Regions from separate parts of the Mus musculus genome. Here regions 2, 3, 4 and 5 are each linked to region 1. The links are chromatin contacts, called in public promoter capture Hi-C maps. All regions are on one chromosome and are shown on one strand. Each heading gives the region's core, a stretch centred on a gene start, on an enhancer-like site or on the middle of the called end of the contact. The rest is flanking DNA. Distances are from core to core; before and after follow the strand shown.

The links. Promoter capture Hi-C pulls out the DNA fragments that hold promoters and counts their contacts.
Region 2: a contact with region 1 is called in a promoter capture Hi-C map of hippocampal neurons, with 2.4 times the contacts expected there. The contact joins the enhancer-like site here to the promoter of Pctp in region 1. A contact is called at or near these places in 6 of 39 promoter capture datasets (the 3T3-L1 cell line, cranial neural crest, frontonasal cranial neural crest and 3 more) and 1 of 9 other capture datasets (embryonic stem cells).
Region 3: a contact with region 1 is called in a promoter capture Hi-C map of liver. The contact joins the promoter of Hlf here to the promoter of Pctp in region 1. A contact is called at or near these places in 8 of 39 promoter capture datasets (the 3T3-L1 cell line, the HPC-7 cell line, cranial neural crest and 4 more), 3 of 484 Hi-C or Micro-C datasets (LSK cells and liver), 3 of 115 datasets of contacts at active chromatin or transcription factors (embryonic stem cells, hepatocytes and kidney) and 4 of 9 other capture datasets (adipose tissue, liver, macrophages and 1 more).
Region 4: a contact with region 1 is called in a promoter capture Hi-C map of liver, with 2.6 times the contacts expected there. The contact joins the enhancer-like site here to the promoter of Pctp in region 1. A contact is called at or near these places in 2 of 39 promoter capture datasets (both in liver), 5 of 484 Hi-C or Micro-C datasets (all in liver) and 1 of 115 datasets of contacts at active chromatin or transcription factors (bone marrow-derived macrophages).
Region 5: a promoter capture Hi-C map of liver shows a contact between it and region 1, with 2.6 times the contacts expected there. The contact joins the enhancer-like site here to the promoter of Pctp in region 1. A contact is called at or near these places in 5 of 39 promoter capture datasets (frontonasal cranial neural crest, hippocampal neurons, liver and 1 more), 1 of 15 datasets of contacts at CTCF or cohesin (the NIH/3T3 cell line), 4 of 484 Hi-C or Micro-C datasets (the G1E-ER4 cell line, cerebellum, group 2 innate lymphoid cells and 1 more) and 1 of 115 datasets of contacts at active chromatin or transcription factors (bone marrow-derived macrophages).

The regions. Positions count from the first base shown.
Region 1 is chr11:90,000,023-90,005,056 of GRCm38.p6, reverse strand. Pctp (phosphatidylcholine transfer protein) reads left to right here and starts at 2,163. Exons shown (of 6, transcript NM_008796.3): 1 at 2,163-2,355. The coding sequence starts at 2,215.
Region 2 is chr11:90,493,066-90,498,099 of GRCm38.p6, reverse strand. It overlaps Stxbp4 (syntaxin binding protein 4), which reads left to right. Exons shown (of 18, transcript NM_011505.2): 17 at 3,441-3,498. Among named protein-coding and RNA genes, the nearest start is that of Gm34850, 23 kb to the right of the region's middle. Within about 2 kb of position 3,144, at least 2 of the 459 cell types and tissues checked have an H3K27ac peak or open chromatin away from gene starts, as enhancers often do.
Region 3 is chr11:90,388,323-90,393,356 of GRCm38.p6, reverse strand. It overlaps Hlf (hepatic leukemia factor), which reads left to right and starts at 2,440. Exons shown (of 4, transcript NM_172563.3): 1 at 2,440-3,107. The coding sequence starts at 2,993.
Region 4 is chr11:90,367,329-90,372,362 of GRCm38.p6, reverse strand. All of the region lies in intron 2 of Hlf (hepatic leukemia factor), which reads left to right. Among named protein-coding and RNA genes, the nearest start is that of Hlf, 21 kb to the left of the region's middle. Within about 2 kb of position 2,487, at least 126 of the 459 cell types and tissues checked have an H3K27ac peak or open chromatin away from gene starts, as enhancers often do. A contact at or near this core is called in liver, where this site is marked.
Region 5 is chr11:90,314,829-90,319,862 of GRCm38.p6, reverse strand. No RefSeq gene overlaps it. Among named protein-coding and RNA genes, the nearest start is that of Mmd, 68 kb to the right of the region's middle. Within about 2 kb of position 2,097, at least 4 of the 459 cell types and tissues checked have an H3K27ac peak or open chromatin away from gene starts, as enhancers often do. A contact at or near this core is called in liver and ventral hippocampal neurons, where this site is marked.

The sequences.
Region 1 (5,034 bases), core at 914-3,413:
ACAGGATTGCAGAACCAGGGGTGGGGAGTATGGGGATGGGGAAACGCCAAGGCAGATGCTATCCATTCTGAAACATCCTTTCCCATGGACCTCTCTCTCTGTGGCTCCCACTCTGTCTCCCTTTTCTGAACTCTACCCCGCACTTCTTTGTTCTCAGCTGTGTGCCTACAATTATTATTATTATTTTTTTTTTGGTCTGTCTTATCCAGCGTTTCAACAGCTGAGACCAGGAGCTTGGGTGGCTGCGTAGTCAGTTCATCTAAGAAGGCATCTCCTCTCCAGCACACAGGAGGCAAAGGCAGGGATATCTCCATGAGTTCCTAGTCAGGTCTTCACTGTGAGACCTGGATCTTCCACCCCACACACCCTAAAGAGACATTTTCTCATAAAGGAAACAGGTTGGATTATTTATGTAAATCGTCAATAACAGGCCTTAAACAAAAAAGGTGTTTTGTTTTGTTTTATTTACAAAAAAAAAAAACAAAAACAAAAACCCAACTATTTAAAGCCAGTTTACAAAAGCTCCAAGGTCACATTTGCCACAGCACAGACAAATTACAATTTTATTCACCTCAACATTAATTTCTTTTTCCTACAGGACAGAAGAAAGCCATTGTAGATTCTTTTGTGGGTGGGTGGGTGGGGGGGACCTGCATGAAAGAAAACCTGCTTGGTAACATGATTGTATTCTGTATTGACAAAAATAAAATAACGTGTGTGTGTGTGTGTGTGTGTGTGTGTGTGTGTGTGTGAGAGAGAGAGAGAGAGAGAGAGAGAGAGAGAGAGAGAGGCAGACAGACAGACAACATATTTAAACATGTACAATAAAGCAGTTTGAATTTGGTCTCTTGTTTCTTCTATGGTCCTGTTCATTCCCTTGGGCCTCTCTTAATCCATCAATATTTCTGTGGTGACAAAGTTCCGATCCCATGAAAGCACACAATCATGACTGGTCCTTTGGCAATCTTTGACAATCCTCCACATTGGTTTCCTTGTTGGATGAGTGTGAGTGGATTGCTTGTTTCAGTAATAGTTTACACCTGTGAGAAAGCTTACAGGCTACCACTAAAACTGCAAGGAAATTTGTCTTGAAGCAATCTTTCCCGTGTTTTGGAATAACTTACTTTCCTTCTGTCCTGTACAAGAAAATCCATGCTGAGGCAAATAAAACAGTGATCTGTCTGTTTTTTGGCAAATGTGACCGTGGGGCTTTTGTAAACTGGCTTTCAATAGTTTTTTTTTTTAACCACTTTTTTTCCCCTTCTAGTATTGAAAAAATTGTGTTTCAGTTTATTCCTGAAAAACAAGAGGGAATGATCATTAAATACCACTTTGGTAGGCACTGGGATATTCTACGGCCCTCGACTATTTAAGGCAGCACAGTCTTTGACCCATTTTACAGATTAGGCAATTTGGCTTTCCAGGCGGTCTTGGCAATTGAGTGGTGTTTGCACTTATCTTTGAACTCCCTACTTTACTCAAAGCCAGGGTTGCAGATTTCGGCTGAGTAAGACTCAAATGAACAAAAAGATCTTTGAGTTGCAAGACCTAAATTATGCAAGCTGCAGAAATCCAGGTACCTTATCTTTCATATCATTTGTACCCACAAAAATCTTGTCCATTGTGATCTGATTTCTTAATTGTGACTTCCTTGCCCTTCTGCTGATTCTAAGGGATTGATTCACAAAACACGGTTTCAAAATGTATACCAGAAAGAAGAGCATTTTTAAAAAATTATATATATATATAAAACTAGCATCTGACCTCTGAGACTTTCAAGCATTTGTGTTCGGTCCCTCTCCCCAAATGTCTTCCAGAGACCTTTCCACCTTCAGAGAGGTAGGGGGTAGGAATCTCACGCAGGTTTGAAGGGTGTGGAGGTGAGTATAGGATGTGCTGGCCCTACTTCCAGAAGTTTCCCTACTTCTTCAGCCCTTCCTTCTTTCTCCAGATAAGCGACAGCTTTTTTTCTAGTATTTTTTAACTCGGCATTCTTCTTAACCTTTGCTTAGCCCCGCCTGTCTTCAGATCTGGAACCGCCCTCTTAACCTCCGCTCCCCACCCCCGCCCTCCCACGTCCCGCCTCCTCGACCAAGTCCCGCCTTCTCTCTTCCCTGCCAATCAGGTTGGGGTCACCTTGTGACCCCGCCCCCGATCTCTCTAAGGGCCAGTGAGTGACCTGCGCTCCGGGCGCTGTATCCTGGCTGCGGAAGGATGGCGGGGGCCGCATGCTGCTTCTCGGACGAGCAGTTCCGGGAGGCTTGTGCTGAACTCCAGAAACCGGCGCTGACCGGGGCCGATTGGCAGCTCCTGGTAGAGGCCTCAGGCATAACCATCTACCGGCTGCTGGACCAGGTAGCAACTGACCTGCCCGCTGGAGGAGGTCAGGGGCCTGGGCCCCCTGGTTAGGACTCGCCAAGGGTACTCCACTGCTCTGCAGGGGTGACTAGGCTCCTTGGAGCTACTTTACCCTGTGTAGATCTTATGCGGCTGGCAGGTTGTCCGAGCTCAGCCTCAGGTCATTCCTGTTGCTAGACTTCTGAGTTGTAATTTATGTTTTACTCTGCAGCGTTTGCAAAAAAAATCAAACGGCCTGGGAGTAGGGAATTGTATTTAACGGCTCGTGGTTGAAGATGGGGCGAGGTGCCAAAGAAACCCACCCGGTCTAGGATCTGGACTTTCACTGGGAGTGGGTATAACGGGTCCAATACAGGGTTTCCGAGATCGAGCTGGAGTGGCGTGCCCGTGGACATATAGGAGTGTGTGTTTATCTACATTCACAAGAGAGAGGCATTTGGCAGCAATCAGCTGATAGAAAACAGAAAATGAGTAGTTTGGAAGTTTAGCCCAACTTCAGTCCGTTTGTTTGCTAGGAAAATTGAAACATTGGTCTATTCATTCCTACACCATGCCAGTGTCTGCAGAGAACATGTTTCCTTTTGCCAGATGGGTGCCAGTTCTGTATGGGGTACAGAAGGGCCATGTCCTGAGGCAGGTAGGAAAGAGACAAGACTCATGGACTGGATGTTCAGAGCTGGCCAAGAGGTAACAGTAGCAATTCCATCAATTTAGTGACTGTCTTCTGTGTGGGTGTGATCTAATTTTAAGGTCTATTTAATAATTCGGTTGTGAAACTTCATGCAGAAAGAGCAATGGAGGCCGGAGGAGGAGTGTAGTTGGTTGTTAAGCATCTTGAGGCATCTTAAGAAGCCATTGGAACCAAGTAGCTAGTCAGGTGGGAGAAACTGGAGGTTTGGCATCAGTTGCTTTGCTGTAGGCAACAGAAGTTCCTTGGCACAAGATCAGACTGGTATAGCAAAGGATTCCAAATACTGATCTATTATGGGAGCCTTGGCTTTCACAGGTGAAGGAAGCAGACATGGAGGAATGGCGTAACTGTGTCACAGAGGCAGAGAAGTTCAGGACAGATGCAGTTGGAGGGTTTATAACCTAGTGCGAGACATTTGTGGAACAAGTTGGATTAGACGGAACTGTGTGAAGGTGGATGGCGTTTCTGGCGTGCAGAGGTGGCCTCCCTACAGCTGAGGTCACCCAAGCTTCGTCTGTGAGGTTACATCGCAGCCTGGATCTACATAGTTTCACAGTCCTCTGGGGTTAGGGCTACTTTGTGAGGTTGGCAATAGGAAATTCTACTGTATGCCTCTGCCGTGTCAGAGACAGGAACTCACTGACGATAATTATCAGCCTGGAGGATGGCTTTGTGCCGTGCCCCACTTAAACTTCAGTGCACAGAGAGAACCTCTAGCTGCCCTTTTGTCTTTTCGCTAATTGTGCTCACATGCATCCACAGGTGTGTGCTTCTTACAAGAGACCCCGTGCCACATACAGCACACAGAACTAGCATCCTATTGAGACTTTAACAACTCCCAGTGTGAAACTGGACAGGACACTTTGAGGCAAAACTCCTGCTCTCTCCCTGCCCTTACCCTGCCAGCCACATAACCAGGCACTCGCTGAGTTGTGTGTCAGGTATCAGAACTCCATCCCTCCCCTTTCTCTTCCGTTTTGAGTTTGGCTTCTCAGCACCTCTCACCTCATATTGCCTCATCTTTATAACTGGTCCCTTGGCCTTCTGCCTGTTGACTGTCTCCTATCCCAAATGTTCAGCACCCGACAGCCAGTTTGTGATCTTATCGATGTCATCCTTAGTCACAGAATTACTACCAGTCATTGTGATAGCCAACACTTGCAGCATACTGTCATGTAATCTGGGCACCAGATACTTGGCAGATATTGACTTACTCCGGTCTAATGTCAGCCCTAGGGTAGATGCTATTGATCATCACCTTTTTGCCCATTTGGAAAGGAGTGTGTGGAGGAAATGAGTTGGTTGGTTTGAAATTATCATCAGCCTCTGAACCCAGCTGTTTGGTCCCACACTTGTTTCTTAAAACCCTTTGTCTCTCTGGACAGAAGGCACAGGCCGGGTGGAAAGCTAAGTCTCAGTTCACCTTTTCCTGCAGCATCTGCCCATTCCCTTGGATGTAGGCCATCCTCTGTACATGAACATAAAGACATCACGGTTCTAGGAAGGTACATGATATAGCCAAGGCTTGGGATTCAGAGGTGTTCCCAGGGTAACACGCAGGCTTTCTGTCCATGAAGCCCCTTCCTTACTCTACCTCCTACATCATTCTTTGGTAGAGAACCTGGAATATAGAATGGACTATGCTGAGAGAGATGGACTGCCTCATTATTAATGTATGGAAAGAGAGACCAAAGACTGGTTATATACCCATTCGATGGTTATTGATGCTCTACAGTGATTTAAGTGACATGACACTCAAAGAGAGTGTCCTTTCTGAAGGTCCAGTGGTTTGCTTAGGAAGATACTGTGCAGGTTGGTTAGACTAATGGGCTTTTAAGGATCATGCTTAGCATGTTGTTGATGGCCTCAAGGTGGCCATTGGTGAGTGACTGATTTGCCTTCCATCCTCCTCATCCGAGGCAGTTGAGGTGGTCATCTTGCTGTTCCTTGTGGTTTTCCCTTTAGCATCCTTTATTGAAATGAGG
Region 2 (5,034 bases), core at 1,895-4,394, 490 kb before region 1:
GAAACAAAGGAGATGGTTTTGTGTGGAACATGGCGGCTTGAACTTGGTTATGCTGAGTGTTAGCTGACAGCCAGGGTTCTAAGTTCAATACATTCAAGACTTTCACTTTGGCAAGATATTCATGCGGGCTTTGGAGTCTTCACCATGAAGGTTTTGGTGAGAAACAGCCTCTGGTGGGAAGAATGTTATTCGAGAGCTCACAACCACTTCCAACCAGAGACAGCTGTGGCTGCTTAGACTTGTCAACAACAGGTTAAAAAAAAAAACTATGAAGGGAGAAGTAGCCTGTAGTTACGAGTATGCTTTGGTTTGTAACAAGTGTTTCCTTATCTGTAACAACAATGATTATTTCAAAGTATTTATATTCTGTTATGGTGATTTCTAAATCATTCCTGTGAAGCAATAAAATCATTACTGCTGGAAAACAGTATATCACAGTCACATATTCTTGTGAGTACCAGAAGAACTCTGTTATATGAAGTGGGCTATTTGTATGTCTCTCTTTTAATTAGACAGTTATTATCTTTTTATTCCTGAGATAACACAGAGAGATTAATTAGTAGTCTCCAGTTCTGTTGATAAGTGCATGAAAAATAGTTCCAGTTCAGATGATAAGTGCACAAAAAATAGGAAACTTTGATCTTCTGAAAAAAAAAAAAAAAGGAGGCATTTATGGTTTTTAGGGCAGATAAATGATCTTTTTTATTTTTATTTTGTTGTTTGACAATTTCATTCACATATATAATGAATTCTGATTTCTCCCTCCTCCCCACTGTCTTTTGCTTCCCTCTTATCCTTATCAGTACCCCTCTCCCTATTGCCTACTTGTCCCCTTCTTATAATCATGACTTTTGGGGTGGTTTTGTGACCCATTTTAGTTAACTAGGGCCTTTTGTATGGTCACTAGATTGAAATTATCCACTGGAACATATAAGGTCATCAGTGGGTATACAGTGGAAAGCAGTGACCCCACCACCATCACCACTGCCTTACCCTACCCCCCAAACCCCTATACCACGCCCATCTATCTTAGCAAATATCTCCACAATGAATAGTAGGGTTCCCTGAGCCTACCTCCATCTAACTGGATGGACATTCTCATTCAGACTCAGAGCAAATATCCACGGCTGCCGTGCATTTGCTGTTGTTCCTGTCATTGCTGATGCAATGACAATGTCTCCCCCCAAACAACTTTTTGGAGCTCCTTTTCCTGTCTTCCAGCTCTTGCGTTCTTCCTATCCCCTTTTCTTCGACATTCCTTGAACCTTCATGGGTTGGTATAGATGTCTTCTTTAGAGCTGAGGGAATGAGTGTTCAGTCAACTTCATTCTAAATTGATCTCATGATTGAAGACATCGTGTTGGGTGTGGCAAGGTGGCTTTGTGAGTAAAGGGGCTTCCATGCAGGTTCAGTGACCTGAATCCAGCCTTGAAAGCCCACATAGAGGTGGAGGGAGATAATCAGATAACCCAGAGCTGGCCTCAGACTCCCAACATGTGCTGCGTGGGCAAGCCCTCGAACACATACATCCTGCACACACACTTACACTCACAATGATAAGCTCTAAAACTCTTTAATAAAAGACTACTATTAATTACAGTGTATCTCTTTCTTTCACTTTATTAAAACCTGCCCAAGCTTGCAGAAACTGGGAACGGATAGAACTGCACCAATCAAACAAGTCATCCAGCAAAGGCCTTAGTCATAGTACAGCCGTTTCTACTTTTCCAGTCTTTGCCATTTTACTCAAAAAACTCAACAGTATTTCTGTCACATAAGTAGGGTCTTTACCTACTGTCATCAGAGTTTTCTTTGCAGGTAAAGGGGCTCGTCGCTCTTAGATGAAATTATCTATTTAAAAGAAAAAGATGGAGAGCGTGTGAAAACAGAAAAGGAGTCAACTGTGTCCTGTAGGGCAGTAACAGTATATCATAGCTGAGCAGTAAATATGAAAGAACACGTGTGCAAGATGTCACTTCCAGAGTTATGCTCATAGGGAGCTCTCAGAAGCATTGATTCCTACTACACTAGGAGTGGGAACATGCAATCATGAAGAGCGGGTGGAAACGCCAAGGCAGCCTTGTTCATATACGGAAGAGATAGTTACAACATTTTGGCCCACAGTCTTAGACTGGAATCAATGTAAAGTAAAATCTTTTCTTTGTTTTTCTTAACCACAAAAAAAGAGACTACTAGCATCTTCTTCTTTAAGAATTGACTGGGAGTGGAGTAGAGGTTCATTTCAGCCATGTCGCTCCACTCTTCCCATAGGCTCACTCTCCCCCTTGCTGGTATTGGGAAGGATGAAAGTCATTGAGTACTTGTTAAGGCTATTTACATTCCCAAACAGTAGGCTACCTGAGACAGGTAACCTATTTTTCAGTGTTTTAATGTATCTTATACCTATCAAAAGAGCTTTGATAACCAGTGTCAGCAGAGCTCACAGGAACACGCAGTTAAAATCTTTAGCTATTCCAGTGTTAGAGCAGAAGTGGTAGAAACCATTGCAGTCTACAGAGACGTCACATAAAATCGGAATATAAGAAAATGTGGCAGCACAACCTGCCAGCATTCCCCCTTCCTTCCAGTCAGGAGACTGAGGCAAGAGGAGCTTAAGTTTAAGGCCAGCCTAGGCTACACAATTAGTCCATGTCCAGCCTATGCAATCTAGTGAGACTCAGTAGAGACGAGAGGGGGAGGTTGGGCCGGGAGAGAGAGGGGTGCTTTGTCCTGTTCTGATGAGAACAGAATTCCTGTTCAGACTATGCCCCTATGCTGCCTACTTACTTCATTCCTTATCCCTTTTTAGCTAACTGTTCTCAATCCCATTACAGAAATGGAAGCTAAGTTTAGCAAATTGTTTGGCCTTTTCTGTTTAGTGCACAAAATTCTTAATTAACAAAGTAAAATGCCACCATCCATTGTAAATCACTTTGCTAAACTTTCAAACTTAATAAGGAATCTTGTCTTGTCCAAAAACTCCTCTCCAACCCCTGCTGATCTGGCACTCATGCCCAATTCCCTGCGGAGCTGAGGGAAAGAATGCAAAGGGAGCCAATTAAAGAAACTTTGAGCCAGAATAGACAAGCAGAGGCCATCTTGTCCATCCCTCTGCCTCCAGGCAAAAACCAGCCACTGCAAACACCAAGTTCTGCACGAATCCTGCTGACAAAAACCCTCACCACATGGAAATGATAAGTCATAATCCGGTTATTGCAACCAAAGCAGATTGTTAACTGTTCAAGACTCTATTTATTGCGTTGTAAAGATGCTGAGTACCAGAGCTCATCTGAATTGTCTTAATTCCCCCTTTCGAGAAAATAATTTTGTGCAAGAAATGCACTCCCAGTAATTGTCAACATAAGGGAGGTTTGTGTCCAGAAAATAAAGTTATCTTCATCATCTTATTAAATGTATTTTTTGGTTTCCTTTCACTCTAGGCTTACCTTACGGGTGGGAGGAAGCTTACACAGCAGATGGAATCAAGTACTTCATCAAGTAAGTACAAGCCGCTCAACCAAGTAAGCAGTTTTGCTCACATCTGGAGAGAACCTGGAAGTTGCAGAATAATCAGCAAAACCAAGAAACCCTCTTGGAGGTTACAAAAATTAGAAACAAGAAATGAAGCCTCGCCATCTCCATTGCATGTGACTTAGATGCTGATATCAGATGTCACTGGAGGGGGTGTGAAACCCTAGGAACAACTTCTAGGGAAATAGCCACAAAAACTGGAACAGAATTGATCGTGATCTGAACTTGAATGTTGCCGGAATTCACTGGCAGGATGAGATCATTGTCAGTCTTGAAAAATTAATATCTAATTTAAAAATCCATTTGTCACATTCTAAAACACAACCAACAGCAGTCATTACCTTTAAATGCTGTACAGAATATACAGGTTATTCGTTCTATAAACAAAGTTTGGTCATTTCTGTTTCCCTGAAGTATTCCTAGACAGGGAAATGTGTAGACTGCATGCCTGCTATCCTGGAACGTATGTGGCTATAAGAAATGTCAGACAGTAAATAACCAAGATAAAAATAGGACACTGTGAACAGCCCTGACCCTGATGTGCTAACAGCAACCTTTAGGATATGTGTACCATCCTAGCATTTTCCATAATTTTTTAGAGAAAGGAAATCAGAGGGTTGAGTTGCTGCCAGGAAGTCCCCAGCTGCTTTACCGAGCCAGCATCAGAAGCCTTCTGAACCAACCACCTTTTCCATTGCACTGGAGCACTGTTCTCAACCTTCCTGATGCTGTGACCCTTCCATACAGTTACTCATGTTGTGATGACCTCCAACCATAAAGTCAGTTATGTTGCTACCTCGTAACTATAATTTTGCTAGTGTTATGGCCAGAATGTAAATATCTGATATGCAGGATATCTGATGTTCGACCCCAAAGAGGCCTCAACCCACAGATTGAAGACCTCTGTGCTAGGTTTTCACTCATAGAGACCTCGAAAGCCTGAGCAGGAGAAGACTCTCTTGTGCTGGGCTAGGCAATATTTCCCTGTGTACAGTGGGCTGTCACGTTTCTACCATGTTCTGATTAAGTCCTCTCATGTCACAACTGAGAGTTGCTTGGAGAGCTCCACCTCCCCCTGGGGTCCCTAGAAGTCTCCTGCACATCCTTTTGGCAAATGGGGCAAAAGAAATTCTCCTGCTGTCTTTTCAAATGTGTCCATGCTTTCCAAGAAATACGCAGATGTTGCTTTCTGAAACCCTGTACCTCTACGTAGGTTCCTGTACCCCCCTGAACTCTAGTGTCTCTTCACACCAGAAGAGTACTGTGACCATTTTAGAGATGCTGGTGTTAAGTACCCACCATGTGCCCTGAATTCAGGAAATGGCCACTAGCTACTTACCATTAGTTTTCATTGCGGAAAGATATCATGTCAAGAAAGTACAACGTCGGCAGATCATCGCCTTACAAAGATCACGAATTCAAAGCTTCCTATTTGTAAAAATTTAAGGAAGAATCCAAGAGATGCCTGGCAGTTTTCATGGCTTTTTTTTTTCCTGTTCTGTT
Region 3 (5,034 bases), core at 1,191-3,690, 390 kb before region 1:
ACTCTAGCTGCATATGTATCAAAAGATGGCCTAGTCGGCCATCAGTGGAAAAAGAGGCCCATTGGACACGCAAACTTTATATGCCCCAGTACAGGGGAACGCCAGGGCCAAAAAGGGGGAGTGGGTGGGTAGGGGAGTGGGGGTGGGTGGGTATGGGGGACTTTTGGTATAGCATTGGAAATGTAAATGAGCTAAATACCTAATAAAAAATGGAAAAAAAAGAGAAAATTACTCCAAAAAAAAAAAAGTTAAAAGATGAAACCTTCCTCTCTCTCTGACAAGAGCACAGAAGCTCTCCTGTGTGTGTGTGTGTGTGTGTGTGTGTGTGTGTGTGTGTGTAGATTAACATGGGCATCTTCTCTGTTTCTGAGACAGGGTCTCTCACTCAACCTGGAGCTCACTCATTGCCTAGGCTGGCAGCCAGTGAGCTTTTAGGATCTCCCTATCTCTGCCTCCCCAGTGCTGGGGTTACAGGCCCATGCTGCTGCTGCTGGAGGCTGTTCTTCCTCCCTCCCTCCCTTTTCATGTTGATGCAGGGGAATCCAAGCTTGTATCTTCATTCTTATGACCCAAGTGCTCTTTAATCCACTGAATAATCTCTTCAGCTTCCAGCGGAGTCCCTTCTTTTCTGAGAAGCAAACCGACTGAAGGGTTGGGAAGTTTATGAGGGACCACTGGCTCCAAGCTCACCTCAGGCGCTTCTCTGCACTCTCCTTCCAGTAACAGATGCCCACGTCAGCTCTCTCTGTTACTGGGTTTTGGAGTCCAGACTTTGTGTGCTTCTATGGCATCCTTTCCCTGGTATAGCCAGGTCTTATCCATCCATCATCTCACCAGCCCCAGCCCAGTCAATGGCATGCAGTGGTGCTCACTGAATGTACACCGCATCCACCCCAGGGCTCATGTTTCTGGGATCTGACATCACAAGAGCATCTCAGAATGTCATCTTACCATTCACTTTGCCCAGGTGTTAGCAGGAGGAAATGAAGGCCACGGGACCAGCCGTCCATTTACCCGGAAACTTCTGCTCAGAGAAAGAGTCAGGGCTACTTATCATGAACTTCCAGTGCCCTTGGCCAGGGTCCGGAATTTCCTGAATTTTAGATTTCTCTTCTCTCCTTTCTTATCTCTCATTTTTTGGTAGTGGGGTGGGGGAGGGGCATCCCAGTAATATTTGCACCCCAGGAACCCAGTCTATGTTCACAAAAGCCTTTCTGCCTCATTGAAAAGCTTCTTGCAGACCCTTCCCCACAGGTCTGAGGAGACAGCTCACTGTGATATAGAACTAGCTAGACATGGGTAAGGCCATACATTCAACCATCAGTACTGCAAAAACCATCCCACATGCTCCTCCACGGGTCAGGGGGACTTAGTGCTGGATAGAAATGTGTAATTGGTGGGTGGGTGGGGGTGGAAAGTGGAAAGAGAAGCGTGGAGATGCGGTTCGTGTGTCTCAGTTCTCCTGGCTGGGGAGGCAGAATGCCTACATTCCAATCCATCCACTCCGCCAAGGTGTTCTCCCCCACACCCTCAGCAGCAAGGTCAAAAAACTGGCCTTTTCACAGCCTTCAAAAGGCCAGAGGGATGTGCTGCAGCCACAAACAAGATTCCCCTAATCTTTTAACAAAGAGTTTACAAATTTATTTTAATTAGTATTCAGACCTTCTAAGTTAGCCTAATTACAGCCATGCTGGGCCTTTTAAATACTCCTAACTTTCATTCCTTGTGTTTAAGTCTCTCCTGCTTTCCTTCCATTGCAAGCAAATGTCTGTCTTGTTAATTCCCTCGGACAGCGTGGGAGACAGTTCACTTCAGTCTGCAGCTCCTGTCTCCATTCTACGTTTTTGCACATTGTTTGGAATTCAGGAAAGTTGATATCTTAGGTCGGATATGCAGTGGGGCTAGAAGGAAAGTACTAAGCTCACCAGGAGCGAGGAGGAGAAATATCCAGAAGTCATTCGCTTCAAGTCTATCCAAATCTCCTAAACTTGTCCTGGGGAGCTTTAAAAAACATTGCTAGCCAGGACATCGCCCCGGGGGTTGGGGGTTCTAATTTAAGTCCGGAATGCCACTTGGCCATCTTTTAAAAATCATCTTCTTTTAAAATCACCAATTTATTTCCACATTGCAAACCACTGACACGAATTTCTCATTGTTCTGCTCTGGGGGGCGGGGGGGGGGAACGGAGGGGGAAGGGCTCGCGTGCAAAAGGAGTCAGGGTGAGAGTTAGCGCGCGTTATTCCCAGCGCAAGGCAGAGAGTGAAGCAGGAAATCTGGCACCTGTGCTTTTCGCAGCCCACCAACGCCGCAAGGGCCGGAAAAACAGCGCGTGCGGCGATGCTACACACGCAGCCCTGGGGGGGCGGGGTGGATGGGCGGGCCCGATTTGGGCCCCGCCCCTGCACGCCTATCGGCGCGCGGTGCGGGCCCTGACGTCACTCTTGTCAGGGCAGCGGCACATGGACTGCCTGATGCGCTGAGCCCGGCGCTGCGGGGCCGCGGAGCGCGGGGAGCAGCGGCCGCGGCGGGGAGGGGGGTGGGGCGGGACGGCACAGCCTCCGGTGCTCGCGCGAGGGGCCGGGGCCCGCGCTTTGCCTTCTGCTCATCTGCAGCCGTCTACGTTTTCAAAATTTCTCTCTTTCCTTTTTCCCCCCACCTCCTTGCAATTTTGAACATTTTGCAAGACTGAGTGTTGGAGGCAGGTGAGAAAGCATCCTGCACTGGGTCGGAGGAGTCCGCGGCGCTAGATGCGCCTTCCCTGGACTGTCGGCACTGAGAACACGAAAGTTTTTTTGTTTTTGTTTTTGTTTTTTTTTGATATTTGTATGCTGATGTATTTACAAAGACAGAAGTGATTTTTTTTTTTCTTCCTTGTCTGCACTGTTTTGAAAGCGAGTACTTTTGGTTGGCAAAGGACGGAGGAAACAAAGCTCATCAACATTTCGGGGCGGCGATTGGCCTTCTTTTTAAAAAGACAATTGAGTGCATCACGATGGAGAAAATGTCCCGACAGCTCCCCTTGAACCCCACCTTTATCCCGCCTCCCTACGGCGTGCTCAGGTCCCTGCTGGAGAACCCGCTGAAGCTCCCCCTTCATCCTGAAGACGGTGAGCGTTGCCTCGGCAGCTGGGCTCAGGGAAGGGACTACACTCCCAGGGACCCCCCTAGTCGGCTGGGAGGGCACCAGCATCTTTCTTCCCCTCGCCTTGCTTTAGTGAAATTGGGGGGCTTACTCCCTCTTTCTCCTCAATGCAAAGGGGATCCCTCCGGGGCAACATTTGAAATAGCGCTGGGAACCTGGCTCGCCTGCCTTTCTAGGTCTGTCCTCCTGCAGCGCAGGTGACAGGTGAACTTGACAGGTCAGGATCGCTGCTTTGAGTGACAGGGTGTGCGCTTCCCTGGGAGACTAGTGTCTCTGGGACTGGAGAGGAGAAAGGGCGGGAGGTGGCTGGTTGGAGCCTGGCAGAGAGGGGGGGGTCAAAGTAAATGGGGGTTCTCACTCGGCGGCAGCCTGAATATTCGGATCGTGTTAGTGTTTTGTGTTGTGAACTCACGCGGCATGAGCGGAGAGGCGCTTTCTCCCGCAGACCCGCAATTCACAAAGCGGGGTGGGGGTGGGGGGAGTGGTCTGTCGGCGGGAAGCGGTGCACGCCTCCAGCGCTGACACTTTCCCGGTGCTCTCTTCCCGGTGGGAGGGGAGAGCTGAGCAGGCTCACGTGTAACCGCGTGCAGGAGCCTCCTCTGGCTTGAGCCCTTTCTTGGTAAGTCTCAAACCTTCCCTAGGCAACCGTGGCTTGGAGCTAAGGAGACGGGTAGGGGGATATGGTGGGGAGTGGGGGGGGGGCTGGGGGTAGATGCATGTGAGACCTAGCTGGGAACGCAATTGATGCCAGAACGGATTTGTGTTTTGGGCCGGTGCAGTTTCTTGCCTTTGGTGTTATCACAGTGACAGAAGCGAATTATGCTGCTCCTGCATAAATTCTTGAAAAGATTATTTGGCTGGAAATAGCTTCGGGGTGTTTGCATCAATTTCCCTGGGAGAGAACGCCTGTTGCATTGCAAGAGTTGCTGGTGCTTGATTGCGCGTGCAGACCGCCCCCCACCCCCAATACCCTCCCGCACTGCTTCTTAAGGAGTAGCATTTGGGAGAAATCTGCGGATGCGTTAGGCTTTTGTGGTCGATGTTTTTAAGCCTAACTCTAATGAGACTGCGGAGGATTTGAAGATTCGAATGGGTGGCGGTGGGACTACATTTCTCTAATGAGAAACAAAACAAAACAAAACTCAGAATCAAATTCTCTAATCCCTGATTCCACCCACACCTGAATATTGGCAAAATGCAGACAGCTCGGTAAAGACCAATCCGGGGGTGCTGTATTTCCAGGCAGGAAATAGCTGCATTCTTACCCTCAGAGAGTAGAACACAGCACCTTTGCATAGTACTGCCTTGTGATGGGGTACATAAATGTTTGCTTTCTTTTTGTAAATTAGGTAATATTTAAATGTTTGGGGGGAAAAGGAAAAAGAATCCACCTTCTAAAACAGACTTAGTCCTCTTGAGGGTTCTAAGCAAATGGATGAGTTCGAAAGTACTTCATTTCTACCCCGTCACCCCGGCCTGCCCACCCCTCCCCCCACAGTCTCCTTCTATGGTGAGAGAGCACCCTTATCTTCCTTGTAAATGGGGGATAATTGTAGGCTTGCACGTTTATTGAGATAATACATGGAAAGGAATAACGCAGAAACGACGCGTAGTATTAAGGGAAGGTGGGGGCGGGGACTGCTTACTAAGACTAAGCTTGCATACCCTGGTTTGTAAGTCAGAATGACCTCAGATTCTTGCGGTCATCACTTTCTAAAAGGTAGAATCATACCAAGTTATCGGTGGTCCCCTTTAAAAATCCCATCAGTTGTATATATTCTCCGGTGTTATTTTCTCAGTATAGATTTCGGTGACTTAGCCCTTCAAATAACACACCGAGGAAGGATTATTCTCTTGTTTTCATTCCAGATCAGTCGGTAGCCCCGTCCTGT
Region 4 (5,034 bases), core at 1,238-3,737, 370 kb before region 1:
TTATCTGTCTGGAATTACTGCTCCGAGGGTTGGCTATGTGAGCAGTGGTTTGTCAGCCAGACAGCATACAAGGCAGGGGTGTGTGTGTGTGAAACACCTCCAAGGCCACAGCTACCTCTTTTGACGGCAAGTTTTTCCATCTGGGCTTTAGCTCCTTGGTGTGTCTGAATGCCGGCTTCTGGGACTGCTCATGATGTAAGTTTCAGCTCATAGTCTAGAATGTCATCCTGAAAGATGATGAGGCTCAGACCTGATCCATGGAAAGAGTTCTGGGACTAATTAGTAATGTCTGCCATGCTTAGGTGTGGTAGGACCAGTGTCACATAAGTGCTGTCCCTTCAAGGCATGTTGGAAGCTCCTTTAGGGATGGATATGTACCCTCCACCAGGCAGCAGATCAAGGATTGGGGCCAGTCTTGTTTCCGGTGTCCTGGAAAAATGTTTTTCCAGCCCTCTGGCAGGTTCTGTTTTATTCTCTTGGGGGAAGGCTCATTCTAGTTAAGTGAGCAGACAGAATGGAAGAAAGGAAGTCTGTTGATCCTGCTCCACAGTCACAAGACAGGAGCTGCAAGATCAAGAAAGCTGGGAATTCTACATGTAATTCCACAGAAACTCCAATGACGACCAGGCAAGGTGCCCCCTGGCCCAGCAGAGGCAACCACAAACCACAGACCTTGCCGGGCTGTGGCCAGAGGTCGTGACTCCAAATTCCCTGGACACAAGTTCCTTGGTAGGCGTCCAGGGATGGCTCTGGAGACTTTGCCAGTCTGTTTAAAATTGGGGCTGCCTCTCAGTTATCCGTGCCGAGGAGCAGAGCATCTGAGGTCTGTTTCTCTCCAGCTCTGGAATGCGATTTATGCTTTTGTACTGTTGATCTGCTTTCTCCAGTGATGTTGAGCGGTTCAGATTTAAAAAAAAAAAAAGTGGAGGGGGTGAGGAGTGCTTTTTGCAGCTCTTAATGTGTTTTTCATAGCCAGCCAAATGTCTCAGAGCCATCTTCCTTTAAGCCTGTGAATGGGTACCAATAGGATGTCTACACCTGTGTTCTATTGTGCTTTTACTACGTGCTCCGTGGGCTCCTGGTCGCTGTGTCACAAGGGGTGGATTCGGAAGTGTGCTGGGCAGTGTTGGGAGAAGGGGCCAGAGGCCACACACTGTCTATGAAGAACCACGAAAAGAATCCGTGAAGGACCTCACCCACCCACGGAGTAACCCCTGACTTCCTTTGTTCCTTCTGCTTCCTGTGTTTTCCAGTGGCTGCACTTGAGCTTTGCATACAATTAACTTTCAATTACCCCGAGGCTGATTAGTCCGTTTGCAGATTAACCCAGGTGAAGGCTCACCTGGGTCTTCGAGGTGCTCTTCAACTCAGTCGATCTTGCTGATTAATTAGTTGGTTATGGCTGATTGCCTGCTCAGGGAACCTGAAGCCCTGGGACTGGGCTACTCAGAAGAGGGGAGGCTGATGGAGGGACAGCTTTGTCTGAGTGTGTTGACTCTCTTTAGCCAGAGGATTTTCACAGACAGTCATAGAAAGCTCCAAATTCTCTAGCCACAGCCCGAGAGGTTCAGACGTACCCTGGGGTCCCGCTGCCGATCGCTTGCTCGCTCGCTCGCTCCACCTTTTGTTTCAACCAACACACTTTGCAAATTGGGGGATTTAAGTTGACCGCAGGGTGCTGTGAAATTTGAAAGGCATTGCAATTAAAAATCTAATCTGTTGAAATTAGTAGACCCAGTGTACAGCAAAGGGGGCTGCTGTCCCCCCTCCCTCCTCAGTCTGTTAACTCCCTCCAAACGTGTAGACTGACAGCCCCCCCCCCCCAACACCAAGCACTCGATCCCGTCTGAGGTCTGTAGAGGTCAAAGCCATGGTGATAACTGGGGGGGGGGGGGTGCTGTCTGCAAAGAAAGGTAGGTTCCAGAAAATTCTAGTCTTCCAAAGATGATTGTTTAGAATGTTCGTGATGTAGATCTCGTTGTTGTTCTCCCTCGCAGAAGCTGACCACCTTTGCCTGAGTCTCCCTTGGGTGAAAGAGCAGAGAGATATTTACTGGCCATACCATACACAAGGTCAGAATAAATTCTGTAACCTGCAGTCAATCTTTCACCATGTTTGGGACCAGTTCAGTTTGGGCAACAGATAACTCCAGTCTTATGGATAAACTTCGAGAAAGTGTCCATTGAGGAATTGGGTGTGGGGATCACGGTGGGGGGGTGGGCACATGAACACCATATTTCATGGGGTTCTGTAGGTGACCCCCTTACTGCTTCAGTAACACTCTCTGGAGTCCCCGACGTGTCTTTCCCTCTGGGTTCTCATTTCAACATTCCCAGACCTTCATGTCATGGCTTAGTTAGCATCGCCGCCTCTTGCTAGCCAGGGCCCTGAGTTTCTCTGGTCCTTCGTGTTTTCCCAGGGCAGTCAGTGTGTATGTACAGTCTAGAGATCACATTCTATTAACACAAAGAAATCTGCTTGGGCTGCCTGGTTTTGCAGTCACGTGGAGAGCAATGTGTTTCTTTGGTCCGCCAGCCTGCAGCTCTCTGTGCAAAATACAGCAGAGGGCTGGGCACTGGGCCAAGCTTACATTTCACTTAGGAACACACTTTCGAATCACTCCTTGGCAGAACATCCCCGGTGGTGTCTATTTGGGGAGTAAGTTAGAGAAGTGTTGTTTTTCTCTCATGAGTGTCAGGAGATAGGACCTTCAGAACATGTTTTCCTTTCCCTGCCCTCGCATCTTCAGGGTGCCCAGATAGCAGTGGGATCCAGGAAAAGGCAGCAACAGCCGCAGAAAGCCCCCTTTTGTCCCGAGCTGCCCTGCAAAAGCAGGGAGCACAGCCCTGGGCTGCCAGGGATAGAGAAACTTAAGGCCAGGGTAATAACATCAAAAGCAAATTTCTGCATCTCAGGGGCAAAGGAGCTACTCTCCCAGATAAAGCAACATTGTTGTCCAAATCTTTCTTTCCAAAAGATCTGAGACTTTCCTAAGGTTGGGCCTCAGCCAGCCAGGGAAGGAAGTTACTCCAGCGAGCCTTTGGAATGGCAAATGCTAGAAAAATAAACAAACAGACCTCTTCCATTCCCTTCTCTCTCCCTTGTCTATTTTTATAGCCCCCTCCCTCAACGCCCCCCACCGCTCTAACCCCGGTGTTCTTTAGCCCTCTGCAGCACCCTGCCTGCTCCTTCCAGACCGCTCCCTTCCCCACCTCCATCTTCTCCAGAACCACGTTCACTAGTCGGCCTTCTGTAAAACAAAATGCCTAACTTCAAAATGAGGGCTCAGGAGACAGGAAGTCTAATTCAATCTCCCCCTGTTGCCTCCTCTTGTTCTCTTCTTGTAAAGTCACTTGAAGCCTACCATGAGGTTGAACAATGAGGTTGCTTTGGGAATTTCGAACCTCCTTGAGAAAGATCAGAATAGTTAAAGAAACATTTGCTGGCGTAGTCAGGACTTCTCTTTTCCTAATGAGCTAGACCCCTCTCGTGAAAAGAAACTTTGTACTTATCAACATCCCTCTGTCCCATAATCAAGCTTTGCTCTCATTCTAGTATTTGACATTTGGGAAGGCTGGGCTTTCCGTCAATACTGTGTGGCCAAGCGGCAACTGATGGGGGCATAGAGACCCTTCTCCGGCTGCTGCCTCCTGGACCAAATAGACACTGGGACCCCACCCCACCCCCTTGGAGAGGATGCCTAGACCCTCAGAGCCAGGCTGCAGCTTCCTACCGGTCAGCTCCTGCTGAAACCTTTCCTTACTTTGTAGAATGCAGGTGACAGGGACCCATCCACCGCCTGGAAACCTGTTGGTAATTTGCTTTAAAAATAATGCCAGGTTCTCACACTGGCTGCTGGGTGCGCTAACTCAGCAGGGAGGGAAGAGAGCGTTACTTCACAGGATAGCACCATAGGGAGGTTAGGTAAGGTTACCAGAGAGATGAAGTCACCTTGCACCTTCCAAGAGATCTGCAAGTCTTGAGGAATAGCTAGCGGGAGTGCAGAGCCACACCCCCTTCCCTTTCTATATCCCACTGGGATAGTTTGAAGTCCTGTTTTCTTTTTGGAGGAGGCTGGCGATTAAGCACACAGCACCATACATCGCAAGCATACACGTTGCCACTGTGAGCTCCAACTGCAAAACCATCACTTTTTAAATTTTATTTTATTTTATTTTTTTGGTGGAGGACTGGAGGTTGGGGGTTGGGGGTGGGAGCTTGGCAAAGTCTCTGAAGGAATGAATAAGTCGGTCACCTTCATCAACATCAGGTGTCGATTTTCCACTGTGACTGTGTGGATTCATTTCTCAGTGTCTTAGGCATGGTGAATGAATACCTGGCTAGTTATTGTTTGACACCTAGGGAAAGACTCTGGACTTCTACCCCCCACTTAAGGAGTGTTTTCTGTATGTAATTTCATTTTACAAATAACAGCGTATATCTTTGTAACATTAGGACAATTATTATTCAAGACTATGCCTAGACTAAGAGAATCAGTCTTCAAGGTTGTAAGACCTGATTGTTGAGCCTTTCCTCTCATCGGTTGGGAAACTAAGCTCACGGGATTTTTGCCTTTTGCATAAGGAAGGATTTTTGGAAGTTGATCCAGGTTCCCACAGCTCTGGACACTTCCTAAGGAGACACTGTCAATTCTTTGTCACTAAGACTCCCTCACTTGTTTTCCACCAGAATAAGTAGCCAGGAAACATTAGTTGAATGAATGAATGATGTATCAAAGATTCGACTTTGTCAGAATGACTTTAAAAAGATGCTTGGGCTGGCAGGATTTCTTTTCTGACGTAGTGGGTACAGCTTAGCCAGTGGGTCTTGGAGGAGGCCAAGTGTAGCCTCCCCCAGCTGATGCCGTGACAGGCTCTAGGATTCTTCGCTCGCAGCACTTCACAGGTTGCTTTTCTTACGTGTCATTTTCATGTGATTGGTTGTATAAACGAGCAAGAATGAAGAGACCTTTCAGAGTAGAGGATTTAGATGCTTTCAAAGCCACTTGGCAAAGTGCTTTTGTATCAGAAGCAT
Region 5 (5,034 bases), core at 848-3,347, 310 kb before region 1:
TTGTCCTGTGGAAGGAGACCAATTTTTTCCCCCTCATATCTCTTCTCCTCATAACATGTCTTCTTCCAAAGCCTGGAGGTCCAAAGGCATTGACCCTCACCCTCTGATAGAGGCTACCTGGGTGGCCTACACCACCTGAACATTACAACCCTGAGAATCCCCTCTGCGAGGTGCCTCAGAGCAAAAGAGCAAAAAACGAATGTGGGTGTCCTGTTAAGGTGATGCGAGTTCTCCCCCCCCTCACCCCACCATTTTGAGTGCTTCCAAGCTTCCTTTTGCTCCGTGACTAGATCTCTACTGGTTGGAACCAATTAGAAAGCGTGGACGGAAAGATGCCATCCTCTGTATTTCCTCTCATTATTTTCCTCTTTCAAGAGGCACTCGGTCCTCATTCCTGAACAAAAGAAAACACGCTGTACAAAACAATAAAAGGACAACTGACTTTCCACGGAGGATTGCCATTAAGTACCAGATGTCCAGCAGGGAAAAGACCACGAAACAAAGCAGCTGTTTGGACCCTGCTCCCTGGGCCTCCCTTCCCTCGGAGCCTCATACCACAAGTTCCTGGGCCTTTGAGACTGAAGGGAACTTCAGCGCCATGGCATTGGGCCCTGTATGTTAAGAAACCTGCTTAATGTGTGGGACCTGTACAGACCCTGCCGCACTCGGTTCTTGGGGGAAAAACTCCTTCCCTTCTCCCGCTCTCCAGTCTTCTAGAAATCTCTCGTACTCAGCCAAATTCCGCTCCGAGGTAGTTACCTCTTCATTGCTTTTATTCTTAGATTGATTTTTACCCCATCCCCCACCCCCTGGGCTCAAAGACGAGGACAGCTAACATTTGTGCACGTTCCATGTGTTACTGCGTCTTAAGTATCTGGACCAGGAATAGTTCGGCTTCTTCTTCGGAACTTCTCTGCCTTTATCTCGGCACCGTGAGCCATCCAACAAACCGTATTTCCTTTTCTTCATTGCTTTGGATGCTCAGACGCTCCAGGGGCAGGGGTGTCCCTGGATCCAACCCTTGCATCTTTGTTGAATCCTGCGATGCAATCCAAAATTCTAATCTAACCTCTACTAATCCTTATTTTGTCTCTGTTTTTCTTCCATCTCGATCCTGACCACTAGATGAAATTAATATTTGGATAGATTTGTCTTTGGGCCAGTAAGCTCAAATCCTGGATAGAGGTAAACAGCATTAAGCAACGTTTTGTTTGTTGTTTGTCTTGTTAGATTGGCCCAAACCTAGACATCACTGGGACCAGGTACTCTTCATTGAGAATATGTCTCCATAGGATTGGCCTGTAGGCAAGTCTGTAGGCCTTTTTCTTAATTAGTGATTGGTGTGGGAGAGCCCAGCCCATTGTGGGTGGGGCCACTCTGTCAGGTGATTCTAGGGTGTTTTAGAGCGCAGTCTGAGCAAGCCTTGGGGAGCGAGCTAGTAAGCCGCAGTGGTCCACAGCCCCTCCATCAGCTCTTGCCTTCAGGTTCCTGCCCTGTTTGAGTTTCTGTTCTGACATTCCTTCATGATGGAATGTGATGTGGAGGTGTAAGCCACAAGAAACTCTTTCCTCCCAACCAGTTGCTTTTAGTCACTGTGTTTTATCACAGCAATGGAAACCCTACCGAAGACGGAGGGGTTACCTAACATTTTTAAGACCCCAAAGCTCACTTCAGTAAGCGTTAGCGCTTATATGGCAGGAGTACTTAGTAAGAATCTGGGCTTGTGCTGAGTGTCACGTGTGGGTTATCTCATTTGTCATCATCACATCACATTACAACAAAGCTTGAGGTTCAGAGAGACCGAACCGTTTGCCCAAGCTAACGCCGATACTGACGTGCAAACCCACACGGCCAGGACTTGAATCGCCAAACTCTTTGGAGCCCTCCCAATGTATAATAGAGGTATGCTTACAGACACATGACTCAAATGTCTCATTAACTGTCCTCTGGCTTCTCTTAAATGCCCAACTGCATAGCTAGCTATCACCAAGTTTTATCATCTATAAAAACTCCTATGGCTGTCTGGCTAGGAATAGGTATTTCTGAGTTTCACAGTTCTCCATGAAACAGATGGATTTAAAAAAAAAATAAAGAAGAAGAAGTCTGTGTGCCGCACTGGATTTTGAAATGCCAGCTTGAGCACCGGCAGAGAGGAAGATCACACAGCATCTAGGGTGAAAAATAAAAGCCTTTGTGAACAGTGGCTCTGCTCGTTGGCGCCACCTATCAGTAAAATGCTGGTAATTGCTTCCAGAAAGAAAATGAAATTTGCCCAAGTACAACTTATTGGAAGTCTTGGGTGTCAAGTGTTGTTGCCTGCTTATCTTTTTCTTTCCTACAAATCCTAACTGGGAAGTGCCTTTATTTTAAGAATTAGAAATGTAGAGTTCATAACCAACTTGCCAACGAATTTGACCCTAACTTGTGTTCTTGGAACCTTTATTTATACTACCAGTTCTTGGTAGCCTGTGCCTTCTGCATCCTCTTGCATTTGGAATCACGGATGCTCCACACTTCATCGAAACTCTGTTGAGACTGGAAGAAAGCATAGCAGCAGTGTTTGTGTGTGGGGGGGGGGTGTCCACAGGCTGGAGCTCTCCACCCCCACAGTGTTGCCCAACTCTTGGCACAGGGCTCCTGGCTCAGGTAGCAGTGCAGAAGCTCTCGCATGGCTGGATGGAAAAATGGCAGCTCCTCCTTAAAATGAGGACCATTCTTTTCTGACTAGATGCTGCCCTGGAGCACACTAGAGCAGTCTGAATGAGGCTAGAAGCTCCGGTGAGCTTTGTGGCATTGTTAACTTACTGTAATGACTAGTGCTATCAGTCAACTTGACAGCATCTAGAATCACCTGGGAGATGGACCTCTGGGCATGTGTGTCAGGATTATCTTGATTGAGATTATTAAGGTGGAAAGATCCATTCACTTCAGGTGGTATGGTTTCCTGACTGGGACGTCAGACTGTGTTAGCAGGAGGAAGGGGCAGAGCGTTGGGGAGCATGCATCCATCGCTCTGTGCCTCTTGGATGTAGGTATGAGGATGTGGCGCGACCAACTACTTCAAACTCCTGTTGCTATGGCTTCTCTCTCGTGGTGGGTTGAACCCTTGAACTGTAGGCTAGAATCAATCCCATTTCTCTTAAGTAGATTCTCTCAGTGTGTTCAATCATAGCATCATGAAAAGCAACTAGGACATCTACCTCACCCCCGTTCCTCTTCTTTTGTTATCACAATAGCCACACAGAAGCCTCACAAAACCTTAGTGGCTTTGAAGATTGGCATCCTAGCAGCCTGGGGAAAGCAGAGCATATTTGCATTGCAGCCCAAACTCTTAACTGCAGAGAACTGACTGATGCTATTTGATCTATCTGAGAGCTCCCTGAAGATCTCTATGCCTAGATTATTGTTTTTCAAATAAAATCTAGTTGAAATTCTAGTGTATAAATGGGTTTTATTATAATACATATATCATATATATAATTTGTTCTTTGCTCATGTTTACCTTTCCACCACTTTGCCTGTCCCTTCTCCTCACTCCTGTTGGTCCTCTTCTTTTTCTAAATAGTACCATTCCTTCTGCTTCTATGATAGATAGATAGATAGATAGATAGATAGATAGATAGATAGATAGATAGATGGATAAGTCGATGGATGAATAGATGGATAGCTAGTTAGGTAGGTAGGTAGATAGATAGGTAGATAGATAGATAGATAGATAGATAGATAGATAGATAGATAGATAGATAGATGCATAGGTAGATGGATGGATGGATGTTTGGATGGTTGAACAGATGGGTGAATGGACAGATGGATGGATGGATAGGTGGATGGATGGATGGATGGATGGATGGATGGATGGATGGATAGATAGATGCATAGGTAGATAGATGGTTGGATGATTGGATGGATGAATGGATGGATGATGTGTAGGTGGGTGGATGGATGGATGGGTGGGCGGATGGAGGATGGATGGATAGATAGAGATAGATAGATATAAGAACATAGATATGGGTAGACATAGAATATGTGTATATATGTAAATCCAGATTCCATGTCTGAGAAAATAATATTTCTATTTCTTTCCCCCATTCCTCTCTCTTGTTCTTCTTGCCCCTCTCCTTCCTCATAGTTTTTCTTTACTTTCATGCCATATGTGGTTCTGGTGGGCATTGCCATGCCATATGTATTCACATATAGATTTCACACATGAGAGAAAATGTGCAATAGCTGTTGAGTCTAATCTATTCTACTTAATAACACGACCTCCAAATCCTTCATTTCTTTATAAACAAATGGTGTGATTTTTATTCTTCTTAATGAAACCCTACAGTGTGTGTAGACATAATTTTCTTTATCCATTCATCTGTTGGTGGACATCTAGGTTGGCCCCATGGCTTTACTACTATCTCTGGAGATGCTGACTGGGGTATTTACTTGGGAGTGGTTCATGTGGCAGTCCTACTTTTAGCCGTTGGATGAACCTCCATACTGATAGCGGCTGGCTGCACCAGTTTGTAAACCCACTCACAGTGTATGAAGAATCATCTGTCTACACATCCTCCCTGATGTTTGTTACTGTTTGTTTTCTTGATGATTGCTTTTCAGGCTAATGTGAAATAGAACTTTGATATAGTTTTGTGGGGTTTTAATTTTATAAATACATTTAAAAATTAAGACATAATCATATCATTTCTTCTCTTTTCTCCCTCCAATCCTTTCTGTGTATTCTCCTTTTTCCCTCTCAAATTCATGGTGTGTGTGTGTGATACACACACACACACACACACACACACACAGAAAGAGAGAGGTTGAGAGAGAGAATATATGTATAAGTATGTAAATGAAACCCAATAAGTCCATTTATTGTTGCTTGTATGTATATGAATGACTTCAGTGTTGGCCATCTGGAATTGAATAGTCAATCAAAAGGCTCATCCTTGGGACTAACTAAGCTTTTAGTTTCCTGCAGTTGTCTAGGGACAAGACTTTGTGATATTCCCTACCCCCTTGCACATTAGCATGTCTATTGGTGTT